2 separate regions of the Sus scrofa genome follow, and region 1 is linked to region 2. Evidence: chromatin contacts called from public Hi-C data. All regions are on one chromosome and are shown on one strand. The core of a region is the stretch at or near the end of the contact, and the rest is flanking DNA. Distances in the headings are between cores, read along the strand shown.

Region 1 (6,741 bases), core at 2,428-4,927, 340 kb before region 2:
GGTCACTCTGCAGCCAGGGTAGCAGGCACTCCACCTGAGCCCGTTGGCCTAGAGAGCCACTGTCCACAGGCTGCAGGTCCATCTGCAACAAGACATGGTGGGTGGGGGGACCCTAAGCGGGAGTGTGAGCATGGCAGTGCCTGGCTCTGCTCTCGGGGGAATAGACAGGGATTGGCTGGGGGCTGGAGGGCGCCCGGCAGGGCGTGTGGGAAATCCGGACCAAGTCTCAGCCAGCAAGGGCTCCATGTGGGCCAGCCAGGCAAGGTCACCATGGAAGTCCAGCCTGGCATGACAGCGCCTCTGACCAGCACCTGTTGCATTCACATCGCTATTTTTAGCGCGGCCAGCCGGCTCTCCCCCAGCGCTGGACAGCGACCTGCCACCTCCCCTGGGCTGTCCCTCCCAGGAGCACGTTAGTCCACCCTCTAGGGGACAGTGGAGGACAGAGGAACACCCCACCCTGGCAGGACCCACAGCCTGGGGAGCTTCCTTTTCACCTCCCCCCACACCCCATCACTGGGGGCCCTGGGTCTGCCCTCTGCTGCAGCACCTCCATCCAGCAAGGATCACGCAAGCCGGGGCCTGCGCAGGGCCTCCGGCAATGCCGTCCTGTGCGCGGGCCGCAGGACGTGGCTCCCAGCTCCCGGGCCTCCATGCTTGGGCGCAGCATCGTAGGACCCCGGTGAGGCCGGCCAGGCACCTTCCTGGACCTCTCGGCAACCTGCCTCCACCACCCCCGCTGGTCTTTGTCATTGTGGTCAGCAGGGCCCAGGCTGACAGAGCGCCACAGGACCTCGGGGCCCCACCCCCCCTGGGAGGGTGGGGAGGCGATGGCAAAGGGCAGGGGCAGGGAGTCAGGGACGCCACCCTGAGGGGCTAGGGAGGAAGGGGACCCCCGTTTCAGGGTGAAAGTCACCTGGAGAGCTTTTCCTTTTCCTTCTGACTCTAATGTCTTCCTCAGAGCTACCAGGCCAGGCGCCCAGCTGGCACTGAGGCGCCCAGAGGCTGTCACTATGAAGGTTTCAAATGACTGCGGTGCTCAGGGTCTGAGCAGTAGGCACTTACCTTAGAGCACACACTGGCCTCCCTTCAGCATCCCTGACACTTAGCTGCTAAATCCCGGCTCGGAAATCTGCTCAGCCACCAAGACTTCCCATTGGAAACTGGCTGCCATTGCTGACACAGAACCCAGCAAAGGAAACGGGCGGGCAGCCACCAAGTCTGGGGAAAAACGGTTTTATACTTTCAGCATTCACCGTCTCAGCCCAACAGACAGACATCTAGATCTGCTGCTGGTTTTCCAGTTTTTTCCTTATTTTCTTTCTTCCTTTTTTTTTTTTTTTTTTTTTTTTTTTTTGGCTGTGCCCATGGCAGGTGGAAATTCCTGGGCCAGGGAACAAACCCACGCAACAGCAGTGACCTGAGGTGCTACAGTGAGAACACCAGATCCTTAACCTGCTGCACCACAAGGGAACTCCTACTAGTTTTTCTTAAGAAACTTCTAGCTTCTGAAAAGCAGAACTATTTCTCTCTCTTTTTTTGCATCCTTTAGAGCCCCACCCATGGCATATGGAGGTTCCCAGGATAGGGGCTGAATCAGAACTGTAGCTGCCAGCCTACACCACAGCCACAGCAATGCCAGATTCAAGCCACATCTGCGACCTACACCACAACTGCTAGCAACCCCAGATCCTTAACCCACTGAGCGAGGCCAGGAGTCAAACCCATGTCGTCATGGATAGGAGTCGGGTTTGTTACCACCGAGCTATGACGGGAACTCCCCAGAACTATTTCTAAAGCACTTGTTGAGACAGTATAGAAATAAAGGGTTGACCTTATTTTGACTATTTTATCAGAAAAAAAACTTTAAAAAGCTGCAGAGATTACGTCATATTGAGCCAGGAAGTTGGCAATTGCCTTTACTGAGCAAAATAAAGTTGCATGGAACTGAGACTGCTCTCAACAAAAGGCTGCCACTTCTCTCCTTGCACCTCCAGCTGAGCTGATGATGCTGTTTAAATCGACACCATATGTGGCACAGTCAACTGGCAAAACCTGGTGAATCACAGGCTCCTGTCCCATGGCAGCTCTGGCTAAGGCTGGGGAGAAAATCCCAGGTGCCCAGGGAGTCTGGCCCATTAAGAGCGAGTAAAGCCCTGAGACCTTACGTGGACCGTATGAGCACACCGGCTGAGGGAGACCCCCAGGAAGTACAGGGTGGGCATCACCTGAATTCTGGCCACCCAGATGGGAGCCCTCAGGCACCCAAGCACCGCACAGGACCTACCCTGGGCGGGAGCATGGCATTCAGATACTTGTTGCACCTGGAGCAACAGGCCAGAGGGAAATGGCCAGAGGAGGGGACCTGCCAGGAAGGGCCAGGTTTGCCAGGGCTCCCACTACCAGACTGCCTCATCCCCAGCCTGGCGGGTGCCCCCCGGGAGCCTATCTGGTACCTTTGCCTGCTTCAATTGATTCTGAGCTCAGAGAGAGGATTATTTACTTACACACATACACGCTCAAAAACAAGCCCAAGCCCCTCTGACATGGCATCAGAAGGAATCCAAGCTCGTCAACAGCTCACCTGTCTGGCTGTACGGTCGCTCCCCCCCCACCCCCGCCTTGAAACTAGTGCGCTACAGCTCTGATGCCTGGAGACGTGAGGAAGGGCCTCTAGCCCTGCTGAACTTCAGCGAAAGCCCTAAGCCATCTGACCCTGCGGGGCGGGGGGGGGGGAAGAGGCCAAGACGCAATTAGTACCCCGTTATATACGTGCCCATTCCCTGGAGCTGCCCCAGGGGGCTGCCTCCGGCCCTGCAGGGCTCCCTGGGGTCTGGGGCCGCCGGGAGTGGGGCCGAAGATTGACTCGGCTCTGCAGACGTCAGGGCCCCGCGCTGCACCCTGGGGGGCGCGGCCGGACAGGCCAGGCCGGTCGCCCACCCTTAACTGACCCTTCCTCACTCGCTCGGGTGCGCCCCGCCCCTGTCATTCGTCCCCCTTCTTTGAGAAGCCGCCCTCGCCGCTGCCGGACCATGGCCCCAGTCCCAATGCCCCAGTCGACCCCTTCACTTGCCCGGAAGTTTGCGTCCCGCCCGCTCCGCGCAGGGGCTCCGGGGGCCTGAGGAGCGCCGAGTCTGTCAGCCGGCCAGCTTCGACCTCAGTGTGTGTGACGCCTGGCCGGCGGGCTTCGACTGCTCAGAACCCGCCACCAGCCAGGCCGCCGCGCCACGCCGCGCCGAGCCCGAGCCCGAGCCCCCCGGCCGAAGCCACCCGAAGCCCCCGGCGCTTCAGGGTCTAGGGCCGCCGCGAGCCCTGCCGGGACTTGTAGTCCGCAGCTCCGAGACAGCGGCGGGGGGGGCAGGCCTGAACCACAACTCCCAGGAGGCTACGCGGCGCCGTGACGTAGTGCGCGTGTGGGCAGGATCTACGGACCCAGCCCCGCCCCGACAGCCTGAGGGGCCTCCATCCTTGCTTCCGCGGGAAGGATTCGGGTGGGCTCTGCGCCGCCCCAGACAGGGGACGCGACCACGTCCGCCGGCGCGCGCGCACGTCGGAGAGGGGGCGGACTGCGGGCTGCGGCGCCTCTCCGGGCTGTCACCACCGTGGCGCCCGTGCCCGGGAGGGCCTGCGGACACTACGGCCCCAGGCCTCCCCAGCTACCGAAGACGCGCACGCGCGGGCCCGGACGCGCGGACCAGGCGGCCACGACCTCGCCGCGAAGGGGCGTGGCCTGAACTGGGAGTGCGTCGCCCTCGCTGGCCTTACGTGGCGCACGCAGCCAGGTTCGGAAACGCGTTCGGTTGCCGTGGAGACATGATTGGTTCCGAGATGAATCTTAGTCACAGCCGTGGAGACGGAAGGGTTCAGAGATGAGTCGACGTCACAGCCAACACTTTTGATTTGAGTTACTTTAAAATAAGAGTAAGGCCAGTGCATTTTTTTTTTTTTTTTTTCTCGGCCGTACGCGTGGCTTATGGAAGTTCCTGGGCCAGGAATGGAAACCGAGCCTCAGCGGCGACCTACTCCACAGCTGCAGCAGTGGGATCTTTAATCCACTCCTCCTGGCAAGGATCAAACAAACCCCAGTGCATGGTTTTAATTGACGCAGAACTGAAGACTTAGGGAAAAACATTGGTCCTACGCCAGTCTGCCCAGAGGCGAATATTTCCAACCCTAATATCTTTTCCTGGACAGCAACCTCTTTCTAAACCTGAGAGCAGAGAGTGCTGGGGGTGGGGGAGGGAGTGTGGTTTGGCTGCACCTGCAGCATATGGAGGTTCCTGGGCCAAGGAATGAACCCGGGCCACAGCAGTGACCCGAGCCGCTGTAGTGTCAATGCTGGATCCTTAACCCTCTGTGCCACAAGATAACTCCTGGAAGTGCTGGTTTTTTCTTTTTTAGGGCTGCACCCTTCGCATATAGAAGTTCCCAGGCTAGGGGTCCAATCGGCGCTGCCACTGCCTACCTATGCCACAGCCATAGCAACACCAGATCAGAGCAGCATCTGTAACCTATGCCACAGCTTGTGGCAACACTGACTCCTTAACCCACTGAATGAGGCCAGAGGTGGAACCTGCATCCTCATAGATACTAGTTGGGTTTGTTACCAACGAACCACAATGAGAACTCCTGGAAGTGCTAGTTTTTGATGTATTAATTTTAGACATTTTTATAGGCTTCCCAGTGAGCTCAAAGAGAACCAGACTCTTAAAAGAACTCCTCACTCCCAGCCCATCCCGCAAAGGTACATTTTCCTGACTGTGTTTGAAATCATACAGCTCATCTCAGGAGTCACTGAAGCTCAGTTTCCTTATGCCTTGGTGTGGAGGGAATTCAACCAGAGGAAGCGATAGGTAAGAAGCGGGTTTGTTAATATAGGACTCTTGTGAAGGACATAAGCGGGCAGGCAAAAGCACTCTTCCCCAAGAATTAAGTGGGCTAAATTTCTGTAATCCAAGTCCACCACCTTCCTCTTCCCTTTTAAAAAATATTGCAGGGAGTTCCCGTCATGGTGCAGTGGGAACCATGAGGTTGCGGGTCGATCTCTGCCTCGCTGAGTGGGTTAAGGATCCCTCATTGCCCTGAGCTGTGGTGTAGGTTGCAGATGAGGCTCAGATCCAGCTTGCTGTGGTGTAGGCTGGCAGCTGCAGCTCCAATTTGATGCCTACCCTCAGAACTTCCATATGCCACAGGTGCGGCCCTAAAAATAAAAGCAAAAAAAAAAAATTAAAAATACATAAAAATGTTGTGGGGAAATGGGGTGCAAGAGGATGGTCACGCCCCACGACTTGGGGAAGTTCCTGGGACCGACCACTGTTGGGCTGCACACTGCAGGCCTGCAAGGCCCCATGCCTGTCCAGTTTCAAGACTAAAGAAAGAGCCTGGATGGAGTCCCCATCCTGGCACAGCGGAAACAAATCCGACTAGGAGCCATGAAGTTTGGGGTTCAATCCCTGGCCTTGCTCAGTGCATTAAGGATCTGGTGTTGCTGTGAGTTGTGCTGTGGGTCACAGATGTGGCTCTGGATCCCGCATTGTTGTGGCTGTGGTGTAGGCCAGCAGCTATAGCTCAGATTAGACCCCCAGCCTGGGAACCTCCATATGCCACAGGGGCGGCCCTAAAAAAACAAAAGACAAAAAAAAAAGACGACCCTGGAGTCAGCCACAGAGATATGAAGCTGCAGCTGCCGGCCTACGCCACAGCCACAGCCACTCCTGATCTGAGCCATGTCTGTGACCCACACCACAGCTCATAGCAACGCTGGATCCTCAACCCACTGAGCGAGGCCAGGGATTGAAGCTGCAACCTCATGGTTCCCAGTTGGATTCATTTCCCCTGCACCACAATGGGAACTCCGTCATAAGCGTTGCATCTTAATTAATCTGTTTCTTGCCATCACTCTGTCTCTGGCCAAATTCCTCCTGTGGAGGCACAAAGAACCTGGACCTCAGTGAGTCCAGACACCGGGTGATTCTGATTTAAAACCTGTGGGTTCAAGTCCCAATCCGGCTTTAGGCTAGGTTCAAGCCATAAGTGCTATATCATTTTCAGAGCCTTGTCTGCTGCCTACACCACAGCTCCTGGCAGTGCTGGATTCTTGACCCACTGAGCAGGGCCTTGGGATCGAACTGAGTCCTCGTGGATACGTGTTGGATTCGTTCGCATTGCGCCACAACAGGACTCCCTGGAATCCCTTTTTGGTTTACGCTCTTATTTGCTGAAGTCAGTCTACTGGTAGCTTCCTGGAAGGGGTACATGTCTGAGGTGTTTATTGTACTCTCATTTCTGGTGGATACTTTGGTAGCAGAACAGAGCGAGTGCCCTGTGGGGCTCCTGGGCACACAATTGTGCCTTTCTGTGTCCTCCGTGTCTGGTTTTAGGGGCTAAGCCTCAGCTTCCATGACCTTCCCTGAGTTCCAAAGGGCAGATTCACACCCTTGCTGATCAAGGAAGGGAGGGGATGCAGGGACCCTGGAGGAGCAGCCAAGAGGCAATAGCTCAGCCTTGGTTAGTTCCCATCGTTGTCGTCATGGCTCAGCAGTCATGAACCCAGCTAGTATCTATGAGGACACTGGTTCCATCCCAGGCCTTGCTTAGTGGGTTAAGGATCTGGTGTTGCCGTGAGCTGCGGCATAGGTCACAGATCCCGCCTGGGTGTCTGACGTTGCTGTGGCTGTGGTGTAGGCTGGCAGCTACACCTCCAATTCAACCCCATATGCCATGGGTGTGGCCCTAAAAAGA
Region 2 (6,447 bases), core at 1,747-4,246:
TCTGGCAAGCAACCAAGGATGGCCACAGTTGGCTCAAAAATAAGCACATAACAGAACCAAACAACCTGAATAATCGTTAAAAACCTTCTTACAAAGAGAATTCCCAACCCATTTAAATTCCTAAACATTTAAGGGACAGATGAGACCAAGTATCTGCTGGCTGGTCCACAGTGAAGAGGAGGTGAGCTTCCCGCCTAGTCTGAGGACAGCGAGACCCTCACAGCAGATACAAGGCATCCTGGCAAATTACTCTTAACTCGGAGAATTTTAGCAAATTAATACAGCAATAGGATAACCTATCATGACCAGATGGGATTTCCTCGGAACATAAGGCTGGTTTAACATCCGAGAATCAGTGTGGTCCCACGTGAACAAACTAAAAAGGAGAAGCCAGATGATCATCTCAATAGATTTTTTAAAAAGCGTTTCGACAAAACCGAAAGCAAACAAACAAACAAAAACCACGTAGAAGGAGAGGGCACTTCCTCAGTTTAGTGAGGCGGGGGTTCCTGTGGGCCTCGACAGGTGGAGTATGGATGAGACCTCAAGGCAGAGGTGTTGAGGGGGCAGCTGGTTACATGGAGACAAGGTGCAGACAATTGTATTGTTCATTTCAGGAACTTCATGGGGGAAAAAAACTCTAAACACCAGGCTTTCAACAGATCCCATGACTCCTCCGACGCCCTGCCTTGCTGTGTCCACCAACCCTCAACTACCACGCGGGGACTTTCCCCCACCTGCACCGAGCCTCCTCCGCACTGGAAGCTCACCCTGACCCTGACCTGTGCCTCCCAGATCGGGGCACTGCAGAGACTCAGCCAAGAACCCAGGCGTATCATCTCATCTGCAGGCTTCTTGAGCAGCATTTTCAGGGAGCCCAGGTCTGACGCTACTGAGACGCACTGGCGGAAAGGTCACCCTCTGATATCAGAGGATGCATTATGAATGGATGCCCTGACCTTAGAGAAACTTGGGGCTGAAGCAGGAAGGCTCAGCAATAAATACCAAGTTCCCACTGGTCTTCAGAAAACCACCAAGAAGGTGGAAAGGTGCAGAGCCGTACAAAGCAATTCTGTGACACGGCGCAGGTGGGCGCAGAGCCCAGAGGAGCTGCTTCAATGAGGCAGGACTACTGCCCGAGGATGGCTCACACTGGGCCAGCTTCCTCCCGACCACGTGGGCCCACTGTCCTCTGGGAGGGAAGACCCAGAGCGACTCATCCTCCTGCCCCATGCTCTTACTTGGAGAGTAGCTCGCCCGGTGAGTCTGATACTCCATTTCCGTTGAAGGGTGTTCAAACTTGGGATGAATGTCCTGAGGCAGCGTCCAGAAGGGGAGGAGAACCTGCAGGATTCAGCCAGATGACCAACTGCACAGAAGCCAGCCAGGAAGGGAGCTGTGGTCGTCAGGGAGCCCAGGGACTGGGAGCGGCCTGGAGCCACCTGTCCAATAGCACTCGTGCCCTGCACCCCTGCACACCCTAACCCTATCTGCACCCGACTCAAACAACGCTCCCAGGGTCCTGCCCTCTCCTCGGCACACTTGCGATCCCATTTCCTGAGAAGTTAGGAGTGCTGCAGGACACACACTGCTCTTCTTGTCTGGGGCGGCTCAGAGGCAGAGCCTGAGACCACACAGAAATTCCCGTGTGTCACAGTTCCCATAGTGGCTCAGTGGTTAATGAATCTGACTAGCATCCATGAGGACGCAGGTTCGATCCCTGGCCTCGCTCAGTGCGTTAAGGATCCGGTGTTGCCATGAGCTGTGGTGTAGGTCACAGACGTGGCTTGAATCCTGCGTTGCTGTGGCTGTGATGTAGACTGGCAGCGGCAGCTCCGATTTGACTCCTAGCCTGGGAACCTCCATATGTGACCCTAAAAAAAAAAAAGCGAAAAAAAAAAAAAAAGAAAAAGAAAAAAGAAAGAAATTCCCCTGTGTCATCCTGTTGGGACAAACCAGTCCAGGATGCCAGACAGTCCTGTCACCTAGACCCCACACCCACAGTCTTTAGGACTGACTGTGGGGGACAGTCACAGTCCCTGGGAGGCACAAGGTCACGGGGTGGAGCTTTCGTGGACAGAGCAACCAGTCCGACCAGTTCAGAGAAACCCGAGATCACACTTCTTTCCCGTCCATCCTTATTCATGTTGAATAAGGATGCTGGGGAGAGATCTGAGAGCCAGTGTTACAGGCGCCCATGCTGACAGCAGTTTGCTGTGTGGGTGCCCTTCCCGGTCCAGGCCTCTCACTCAGACTCACTCGCCCAGGCACTGCTCTCCCAGTAGCCGCCCTTGCGGAAGATCCGCCCCCTGTCCCCGCACCCAAAGATACACAAAGCACAAGGGCGGTGGTGGTTTTACTCTCTTTTCTCCCTAGGCAAAGCCTCTCCCGGGACCAGCTCCGCACGTCCGTCCCTCGGTGCAGACCGGGCCCCGGGTATCCCACTACCCCGCCCCTCTCCGTGAGAAGGGCTTTGCCCGCCCGGAAAGCGGCATGAGTCACGAAGGTGGCAGAACTGGGCGCAGGGGGGCGCTCGGCAGCCCCGGAACAGAGTACTTCCTGGGGAACCCCTCCCCCAGAGAGGACGCAAACATCGCAGAGGCCTTTTCCCCGCCAGCCGTCCTCCGCGCCCGGGCGCGGGACTGGCATCAGGGCGGAAGCGGTCGCCAGGTACTGCGGCGCCTCTCCCCAGGATGCGCCACTGGAACCCTGTGCTGTCTCCGGAACCGCTACTCCGCCGGAAACCGACGGGCAGTCCAGCCGAGCGTTGACGGAGGAGACCCGGGCGACTTTTCGGAAACCGGAACGCAGACGCCTCGGACTGCAGGGCTCTTTGGTCTCCTGGCAACGCCGGACGGCGGCGTAGTCCTTCCCTTACTTCTGCTGCCATGTTTAGGGCCCTAGACTACATTTCCCAGGTCGCTTCGCGCGAACCTTCAGATCTCGCGAGAACTCTGGCCTGGAACCCTCCGGGGGAGGAGACTCGCGCGGACCGCCGGGAGTTGTAGTTCCGGTTTGGGAGCTGTGCTCCCTGGCACCCGGGCTGAGAGACTTCAAGTCCCAAGGGGGCACAGCGCGACCGCCTGGAGGGCGGGGGGTATGAAAGAGGAACCCGGAGGGCGCAGGGGTGAGTGAGGGGCCGGGAGTGGGCGGGCGGGGGCTGGCTAGGGGTTGGCTGGGGGCGGGGACTGCGGCGGCCCTGGCTGTGCGGAGTCCCGCCGGGGCAGTCAGGGCGGCGGGGTTTGGCCGCCCTTTCTCTCTGTGCCCCTCGCCCCGCCACCGGCTCAGGGCGCCCCGGACGCGCGGGAGGAACCGCGAGTCCCAGGAGGTTTCCCATTTCAGCTCGCTGATCGCCACTGGAGTGTCAGGCCTCGTCCAACAGGGGTTCGTGTGCGTAGTCACCAGAACGATTTAATTGACGTTCTAGTTTAAGTTCATTAAGATCGGGGGGTTTGGACGCGCTTCTCACAGCGCTCCTGCAAACGCAGCTCCCTGGTGGCGGGGCGCTCAGGTGGCCCGGCTTTGTCCTGTGTTCTCAGGGTCACCGCGGTGCTGGAGGTAGCGCTGGGCCTCGTCCTCTGCGCCTCAGCCCGCGCCCCCGTAGCAGCCTTGTTCAGCCATAATCTGAATGCAGAAGCTCCTAGAAGGAAATAAAATCTGAATTTTACGGAAAGTTTCTTCTGGCACACGCGCACTCCACCCCGCCCCGGTGTGCGTCTCCCAAAGACAGAGCAAACGTGCCTTGGAGGGTGGTCACCCCAGGACCCTCCCTGCACCGCCCTGTTCTGCAAGGTAAGCGTAATTCACTTGAAGAATGATCTCTAGTCACCACAGTACTGAGAATTCCGCATCCCCACGGCCAGGAACCCCCTGGGGAGTTCCGGGGGTCCTCCCATCAGTACCTTCTCAGGGCTGCGGAGTCCACGGAGCACCTACACGTACACAGACTTTGCATCCAGTCAGATTGTGTACACCATCGGTTCTCCATCAGCACGATGGGACTTTCGGGTTGAGAAACATGTTAATGAACAGGGCCACACACAGTTCTCCTTTTGTCCTGAGAGCCACATTGCTCCCTTTGCTTGCTGAGAAAGTGACTGGCAGGAACCTGCCCTGAGGGGCTGGAGATCCAGCAGGTCCTCCCGTGCTGTGCTGGGCAGTGGGAGAAACAAGATCAGCACATGGGATTTTTTTTTTTTTTGGTCTGTTCATCTTTTAGAGCTGCACCCCCTGGGCGTATGGAGGTTCCTAGGCTAGGGGTCTAATTGGAGCTGTAGCCGCCAGCCTATGTCACAGCCACAGCAACACCAGATCCGACCCATGTCTGCGAGCTACACCACAGCACACGGCAATGCCAGATCCTTAACCCACTGAGCGAGGCCAGGGATCGAACCTGCGACCGCATGGTTCCTAGCTGGATTCGTTTCCGCTGCGCCACAATGGGAACTCCAGCGCATGTGATTTTTAAAGCTGGCGACCCCCCCTCTCCAGCCACAGCCGCCGCAAAGCCTGGAGGAGCGGTATGTATGTGGCGTCCACCGCCCCCTGCAGTGGTCATCCAGGCAAGGCTTCCTACCAGGGAGCCCGTTTACATGGTTGTCCAGCCAGCACCCAGCCCCTGTTGACTGGTCAGAGTGATTCCACCCGCTTCGTGATGTGTTACTTGTGCAGAATCACAGTGACTTCTTCATTGAAACCACTTTTTCTAAGGAAGAATGAGCTGTGCAAGAACGCACAGTACAGTGTAAATTCTCACCAAACTGCATTACATTGTGGAAACTCGTGCTCCATTACTTAGCTGTTTGGCTCCCATGAGATCTTCAAAATAGAAAATGAATTGCATTTATTCAGTTAGTGCGTGTAATTCACATAAATGAAATGCACAGGCTCCGTTTGATCAATTTTGACAAAGGCGTACAACTGTCACCTGCACGCCCATCATGACAGGACAGTTCTGTCTTCCCTAAAGGTTCCCCTGTGTTGTGGGCCGATTGGCTCTGTCGCCCCAAATCCATGACCCCAGTGTGATGGTGTCTGGAGGTGGAGCCTTTGGGAGGTGATCGGGGTGAGCTGGGGCCCGTGCTGGCATCGGTGCCCTGAGGGCAGGGGCAAGACAGAGCGACCTCCCCACACCCCGCTCACATGACCCCTGCTCGCACACCAAGGAAAGGCCATGAGGACGGTGAGAAGGTGGCCGTCTGCAGGCCAGGAAGGGCCCTCGCCAGACGCCGGGTCTGCCGGCACCTTGACCTTGGGCCTCCCAGCCCCTAGTTCTGCGAGGAGCAGCGTCTGGTCTAAGCTGTGCCGGCTGATGAACCTTGTAAACCTTCCCAGCCGCCCCCGACCCCCCCTCCCCCGCCCCCGCCAGAAGCGCAGGCAGGGCTCTTCACTGTTTCTGTGTGAGAGCTCACGGGCACGGGGTGCCCCTGGCCGCGCACAGCGTGGTGGGCATTTTCTGATGGCTGGTCTCCGGGCTGTCTTGTGTGACCCTGAGCAGCGCCTTCCTGCGTGTGTGCTCTGGGGCCCAGTGGCTTGTCTTCAGCCTGCATCTCCTTGAGTGCTGTGCCGAGCGTGTGTGTCCGTCTCTGGCGCCCTCCCCAACCTCTTTTCTGAAGTGTCTGGTCAAATCTGTCGCCTTTAAAAAAAAAAAAGTCAAGCTGTAAGGCCCTTGCTGTTGGTCGGATAGATGTATTGGGGATGGTAGCTCCCATTTTTTGACTTGCCTGTTCATTTTATTAATGGTGTCTTAAAAAGTTAACTTTAAAATTTTTGGAATGGTTTTAGATTCACAGGGAGGTTGCCAACCAAGGGGCGTTTGTGGAAACTGAGGCTCCGTTACTGTCCCCTGCACTCCAGGTGTCAGGCCATGTGCTGCCCCCGTGTCCTCTTTGTGCCCCGGATGCTGGCCAGGATCCTGTCTTTTCATGACCCGGACAGTTTTGAGAAGGGCTGCTTGGCTGTTTTTGTAGCATGTCCCTGATGTTGCGTTTGTCTGATGTGTTTTCTCATGGTTGGACGGGGGTGTGGGTTTTTGGGACGAAGACTCCAGAGGTGAGATGACCCTCTAGCCACATCGTGTCAGGGGCACCTGGCATCCACACCTGGTCCTGGTCGCTTGGTTCAGGTGGTGTCTGCCAAGGAGAGTTCTCCTGTCCTGTCCTTCCCCGGGGGCGGTTTGGATTCCGTTTGAAGGACGGACTTGTGGGCGTTCGTCTGCACTTTGGAGGGGAACCAGCTCTGCGCTCTTTGTCTGCCCACCTTGGTCCAGCCTTGGCCACTGGGAGGCCACCCTCTGCCCTGAGTTGTTTTGAGCCCTTCTTTCCTTTCTGGCACTGCCAACTGCTCCAGCTGCTCACTCAGTCTTGTATCCCTGCCTCAGGCCTAGACTCAGCCGTTTCTCCAGGGAGCTCTGGTTCCTTTCACTGGAGAGTGGGCTGGAGAAGCCAG

The links. Hi-C and Micro-C count contacts between places; a contact is called where the count stands out from the background.
Region 1: a contact with region 2 is called in a Hi-C map of liver, with 4 times the contacts expected there. The contact joins the promoter of MIB2 here to the promoter of RNF223 in region 2. A contact is called at or near these places in 2 of 47 Hi-C or Micro-C datasets (heart right ventricle and liver).

The regions. Positions count from the first base shown.
Region 1 is chr6:63,784,136-63,790,876 of Sscrofa11.1, reverse strand. It overlaps MIB2 (E3 ubiquitin-protein ligase MIB2), which reads right to left and starts at 3,677. Exons shown (of 20, transcript XM_021097467.1): 1 at 3,074-3,677; 2 at 1,066-1,221. It overlaps LOC102160306, which reads left to right. Exons shown (of 5, transcript XM_021097587.1): 2 at 548-682; 3 at 3,057-3,782; 4 at 4,676-4,853. The coding sequence ends at 4,853.
Region 2 is chr6:63,441,306-63,447,752 of Sscrofa11.1, reverse strand. It overlaps RNF223 (RING finger protein 223), which reads left to right and starts at 2,996. Exons shown (of 9, transcript XM_021095183.1): 1 at 2,996-3,127. LOC106509643 (a long non-coding RNA gene) reads right to left here and starts at 2,888. Exons shown (of 3, transcript XR_002344844.1): 1 at 2,750-2,888; 2 at 1-1,344.